Regions from separate parts of the Sus scrofa genome. Here region 2 is linked to region 1. Evidence: chromatin contacts called from public Hi-C data. All regions are on one chromosome and are shown on one strand. The core of a region is the stretch at or near the end of the contact, and the rest is flanking DNA. Distances in the headings are between cores, read along the strand shown. Region 1 overlaps UST (uronyl 2-sulfotransferase). Region 2 holds the start of UST (uronyl 2-sulfotransferase).

Region 1 (3,185 bases), core at 218-2,717:
GCTTACAAATGAGCTTCGGAAAAGTATCTGCTTATAAGACTGGAATTATCTGCACCATTTCATTCATACACAACGGCACCTCTCTGGGCCAGGGTCAGATCCACCCGTACATTTCTCCCTGGGGGAGGGTAGCTGTCATCACACACACACACACACACACACACACACACACACGGTCCTAGATTTTAAAAATCTATTTGATGGAATAAGACGCTGAAGCGATTATTAGTAAGAGTGTGAAGACAGCACATGCTAGGATGTCTATAGAAATCCCATCACATTTTCCCTGTGAGAAATAGAAATGCCTTTGATGCTCATATTTTAGAAAGCTCTACCTCAGCAAAAGCGCAGGGGTGGCTGCTGCTGGCCAAATGTTGGACCTTTGCAGGGCATACCATGCCCACCCATGGTGATATTTTTTCATTTGTGCTCTAAAACCATATCTCAATTTCTTGGGCTAGTTTAGGTAATCTCTTGGAAAACAGGGATTGTATACAATCTGAAAGATAAGGAACTGTTTTCCAGAAGACATGGGTGTGATTTCCAAAAGACTCATGACCATCTTTGTTAATGGCCTGCCTCTATCTTTCAGAACATTGTTCTGAGGACAAAAAAAAAAAAAAAAAAAAAAAAAAAAAAAAATCAAAGGGTCATAGGCATAGCGCAGATAGAAGAATTCAAAATTATTTCATTCTTGTTGGAGAAAGGCACGAATTGTTGACGAGTGGGCCTAAAGGATTGAGAAAGCAAGTACATTTCCTATTTTTATTTATACTGAAGCTTTTGAGAACTACAAATTGGAAACAGCATCTCCTCTGTGCTAATTGTTTTACTTCATTATTCAACTCTTTTGGACCTAAAACTGTACCGGTGAGTGGGTATGATTTCTTGCTTTATGGATGAGAAAACTAAGACAACCAGATGAGGTCATTTTTCCAAATATAACAAAATGACTGTCTGTGACACCCGAACTTGAATTTAGGCCTCCCAAATCCAAGAGCCATTCTCCTAACGCAGTGGTCGTCTGGCTACACAGCAGAATCTCCAGCAGAGACTTTTGAAACATATGGTTGCAGTGGCCCTTCTCCTGGTGATTTTGGACCAGAATCCAGAAAACCTTTTTTTTTTTTTTTTTTTAGATCAAGTGCCACGGCAGTTACAGATATGGTTAAGAATCCCTGTCAAAACCATCATATCAGTGTTTCCCTAAATGTGCTCCTGAGGAAAAAAAAGAAAGAAAATACCATGATTCAAGAAATTTGGGAAATGCTGACCCCCCCCCCGCCGTCTCCCTCTGAGAGAATCACAATAATTATTCACACTTTAAAGACTCTGAGAGAATCACAATAATTATTCACACTTTAAAGACTCTGAGAAATAATCTGATTAACTGGCTTCCACCTAGAGATTCCAAGTCTTAGTTGGCCAGGGGACTCTTGCTGAGTGTTTGTGGCTCTCAGCTGCATCCCACAGAGCTCTGAGTCACGGCTTGAGAGCTGGGGGCCTAGCCTGTACGCCTCCATCAGCCGTGGCAGTAAAGGCTGCTCTTTCACTATAAATTCCACATCTGCTCTGACTCTATTCCACAGCTATTCAAATAATTAAAATCTTGAAAAGTATTCACAGGGTGGAGGATGCAGAGCCTCTATGTGTCTGTGCTCTAGACTGCTTTAGCCTCCTGGGTAGAAACCGAATTTCTTTACAGTATTTTGACCTCCCTTCCCCACTGCTTTCACTCACTGCAAAGTCCAAGTCTGACTGTGATTATAAAGCACTGTGGCTCTAGAAGAGAAAACTCACCTAAAGAAACTGTGTTAGATTTGGAAATGGTCTTGGGACCCTGGGAATTCCTCCCAGGCTTCCCTACGGCAGGGCCAACTAGCCTCTGTTTAAAGGGAAAGGTTCATTCATTCATTCTTGAGGCAGGTCTCACCATTTACGTGTTCAGGTTGATGACTTTTCATTGGGGACCTACTCTTTCTATTTCTATGCATTGAGCACCAGACGGCACACTGAATGTTTATGCATCTTATCCGAATCCTTTAAACAACATTATTAGGAAAATATTAACAGTCCCTTTATAGGAAAAACAAAACCAAAAAACAAGTGTTCAAGAATAATGTGGGAGAATAAGAATTGAAGTGAACTGGGCTCAAATCCCAGAGAATCTTGAATATTAGGCTAAGGAGATAGAACATTATTTATGGGCACTGGGAAGTCAATTAAAAAAATAGTACTTAACCATCATCAGCGTCAGAATCTTCTTGGGAGCTTTTTCACAACACGTCATTCTAGGTCCTCCTGCAGAATACTGAGTTATACTCTTAATGGTGGAGCCCAGGTATTCTCATCTTGACGGGGGCGGAGGTGGGGGACTCCCCAGGAGATGCCCAGGCACAGTTCTAGTGAAGAATGATTGCATAAAGGACTCTAATTATTAGAAAGATTTCCTTTTATCAAAGAGAATCCTCCACTTAGCAAGGAAAATTCCTCTTTCACCTGAGAATCCCTCAAACCTCTGCATACATCACATTTCCCCTGAAGTCTTACCGAGGAGTGTCTGTCCCAGGAGTTTATGCCAGAAGCCTTAGTCCTGCTTAAGATGTTTTGGAAAAGTCTCCTAGAATGACCCTCAGAGGTTCCCGACCTTAGAGTAGGAGGGATGTGTCCACAGGCATCAGAGCTGCTCCAGCCAGACTTTGGAACAAACCAAAAAGATTAGCCAAGTCCATCTCCCAGCCACAGGAAAAATGTTCACTCAGTTCTGCAAACAAGGTCTTATCTTGGAGTCCTATAGCTAAAGGCAGAGTCTGCTAAAGAAAACTCAGTGGAAAGAAAAGGAGGGGGAAAAAAAAACAGGAAGAAGCAACAAGCCCTGAAAAATTAAAATATTTTCTCCTCTCCTTCCAGTTGTAGAGATGGATTTTCTCTAGTCAGATGCAGCCTCTTTGCCTTGTTCCCATCATGCGCCCCCTGGTGGTCTTCTTCTTCATTGCAGGCCTGTGTCTGTTGCAGGCACTGCAAGCCCCAAGCTGAAGGCAGGAAGACCATCCTACCTCCTGCTCAAAGGACTTCCTCTTGCAGAAGCAAGAGGGACAGGTAACCTGAGCCCACAGCCATCCTCCTGGCCTCTGAGGTTAAAGGACCAAGGAGTTCTCTGCTAAGATACTCCTTATTTGGCTTTG
Region 2 (2,950 bases), core at 442-2,941, 180 kb before region 1:
TTCCTGTTGGTGAGACAGTAGGCCAGGACAGCATCAAATTGGGAACCAGAGTGTGTGTGTGTGTGGATGTGTGTGACACTACCCGCTTCATCTACAACTGTCTTCGGCTTATGATCTCTGTGTCTTCTTCACCATTCAAATCAGGAAGCAGAGATACTCATGTACGCATGATGGCTAAACTGTCTTATTTTTCAATTGTAAACCCTTGATCTCAGGATCCTATTCCCTAATTTTTCATAGCAACTTCCTCAAATACCCAACTTGAAGGTTTTCAGGATAACAGTCTTAGACTTGTAGAGGTCCCTGGCTCCTGAGTCTTCCTTTAATCCGGTTGTCAGACTGTACAAAGTGAATAGGAATTGGGAGATAGAGAAGATGGAAACCCAATCTGTCCATTTCTGTTTCACCAGGAGGCCTGGGCTAAATGAGTTATATCCCATCCTCCAATCACCATGCAAATTATGAGGAAAAGCGCTCTGGCTGGAGATAGTATTGTTGGCTTGAGGGTCAAACCGATTTGAGTGTGGCTCTCCACCCAGCTCCTGCTGGCTGCATGACTTTGGCAAGTCACTTAAGCCTCCGGTAGCACAGCTTCTATATCTAGCAATAAATTACTCTCACTGCAGGTGGGCTGATGACGGCAGCCCTTTCGTGCATCACCCACCCCCGCCAGCAGACCTGTGATGCAGCTTTTCTGTCAGGAAGCTGCTCTTTCAGATCCAGAAGTTTCCCTTCGAAGGCAGGGAGGCAGCGATGAAATGAGTGTGTAAGGTCTCCCTCCCCTTCGGGTCTGTGAGAGGAAGGACTTCCTTGAGTCCGCTCTGAAACAGCCCCCCACCCCGCCTTGCACCTCTGGTCGCTGCGTGGATGAGCAGCTGTGGAGCGAGGCCGAGCGAGAAGCGAGCGTCTTCTGCTGTTTCTCTTCCAGGAGTTGGGACGATGAGCCGGGCCCTATGGGGCATGTTGAGTCTAATTTACACCACTTGCTCTTTTACCATCTTAGCAACGTCTTGGACCCCAGTACCTTTTTTTTTTAATCGGCCTTTAGTAAGCAGTTAAGGGATACAGAGGGCGAATCAAGTTTCTGAAATGGAAAAAAAAAAACCCCAAAACAAAACCCCGCAAACCCCAAACCACACAACAAAACAACCCCAACCATATCGTACTAAAAGAAGTCGTGCTTCTTCCTGCCGGTGACTGTTTACGAGAGGGAAGTCAGCGGGGCCCCCAAGAGGTCGCTGGTGGCGCAGGAACTGAGGCCAGATTGTGGAGAAAAGGGGAAGCAAAAAAACACCCTGAAACTTTCTTCCTTGTAGCGAATAATCGCCGCCCCCGCGCCCCCCTCCAGGCAGAGGCAGTAACGTGACACCCGACCGAACCTCGGAGACCCGAGCGGAGAGAGGGAGGGGAGAGGGAGGAGAGAGCCGCGGAGAGCCGGAGGGAGAAAGGGGAGGAGAAGGAGGAAAACCCCTGTCAAGGAGGTGGAGCGAGGGGGTGGTGTCCGCCTCCCGTTCCTCCCTGCCGTTTTTTAGAGGAGCCTGAACCGGGACAAAACACGCCGAGACCGACAGACACAAAGCCGGGGGGTCCACGCTGGCGCTGGAGGCGAGCCCCGGCGGCCGCGAGCGAGCCCGAGGCGCGGCGGGGCGCGGGGCGCGGGGGCGCTAGCGGGCGCGGGCCGGGCGCGGGCAGCGCCGCCGAGCCGGGGCCGGGCACCTCGGCCGCTCGGGCCGCGGCGGCGGGGACCATGCCGAGGAAAGTCTCCTGAGCCCGGCAACTTCGGCCCCTCCCCGCCCCCACCCGGGCTGCCCTCGGCGCGGCCCTGCCCATGTGCAGCCGGCCGGCCGGGCTCTCCTCCTCGCAGGCGGATGGGTGACCTTTTCCTGGCACGGGCAGGCTGTGCGAGGCGGCGGAGCAGGCGATGAAGAAGAAGCAGCAGCAGCAGCATCCCGGCGGCGGCGGCGCGGATCCCTGGCCCCATGGGGCCCCTCTGGGGGGCGCCCCGCCCGGCCTGGGCAGCTGGAAGCGCTGGGTCTCCCTGCTGCCTTTCCTGCGCTTCTCCCTCCGGGACTACGGTTTCTGCATGGCCACCCTGCTGGTCTTCTGCCTGGGCTCCCTCTTCTATCAGCTCGGCGGGGGACCCCCGCGCTTCCTGCTCGACCTGCGGCAGTATTTGGGTAAGGAGGGGAGGCGGGCGCGAGGGCGGCGCCGGCGGCGCGAAGTTGTGCGGGGGGTGGGGAGGGCAGTGGGGGCTCGCGGGGCGCTTGGAGCTGCCTCTGCCGCCGCCTGCCCGGGGCTCCCCAGGTGGGACGCCCGCGAGCATTCGTGCGGCGGCCCCGAGCGCCTACTGCCTCCTGCGTGTCCGTCTGTCTGCGCCGAGGCTGGGGCGCCGCGGGCTTGATGTGCCGGGCAGGTACCCCGGGGCGGGGCGCTGCATACCTTCCCCCGCTTCCGCCACGGTCCGGGACGGAGTGCAGGCGTGTGAGTTTGTGGGTGTGTATGAGTGTGTGTATATTCAGGCCTGGCGGAGAGGGGTTAGGGACATCTCTTCCCTGTCATTGTTTAGTGACCACAGCCCCATCCCGGCCAGCAGTCGGTCGGGTCGAGCGGGTGGGATTAGCTCCTCCCTACGGTCGGTTCTGCGAATTCTGCCCCACCTGATCCCCTGCCCGCTGGCTTGGGTGGCCCAGGGGCCGGTTTCAGCTCCCTGAGCTGGCTTGTGCTTGGCCAGTCCCTGCCCGCCGTGCTCCCCGCAGAGAGTGAGACGCGGAGACCGGGGGACCGGGGTGTGGGTCGGCCTGGCCAGCAGTGTCTCCTGCTTCGGCCGAACGATCCTCAGCGCTGTGTCTCAAGTCTAAACTTTTTGGGGGGTTGTGCTCGGTTTATTAGGAGCGAGGCCGCCTCTTTTTGGCAGAGGTAAGGAAGGGGTTGTGAGAAGAGAGAAAAGAGC

What was found. Hi-C and Micro-C count contacts between places; a contact is called where the count stands out from the background.
Region 2: a Hi-C map of embryonic fibroblasts shows a contact between it and region 1, with 6 times the contacts expected there. The contact joins the promoter of UST here to the enhancer-like site in region 1. A contact is called at or near these places in 18 of 47 Hi-C or Micro-C datasets (alveolar macrophages, brain, embryonic fibroblasts and 11 more) and 2 of 2 datasets of contacts at active chromatin or transcription factors (alveolar macrophages and skeletal muscle).

Annotation. Positions count from the first base shown.
Region 1 is chr1:16,957,028-16,960,212 of Sscrofa11.1, reverse strand. The region is part of intron 3 of UST (uronyl 2-sulfotransferase); the gene reads left to right. Among named protein-coding and RNA genes, the nearest start is that of UST, 180 kb to the left of the region's middle. Within about 2 kb of position 1,467, at least 7 of the 83 cell types and tissues checked have an H3K27ac peak or open chromatin away from gene starts, as enhancers often do. A contact at or near this core is called in embryonic fibroblasts, where this site is marked.
Region 2 is chr1:17,136,829-17,139,778 of Sscrofa11.1, reverse strand. UST (uronyl 2-sulfotransferase) reads left to right here and starts at 1,691. Exons shown (of 8, transcript XM_021086995.1): 1 at 1,691-2,177. The coding sequence starts at 1,922.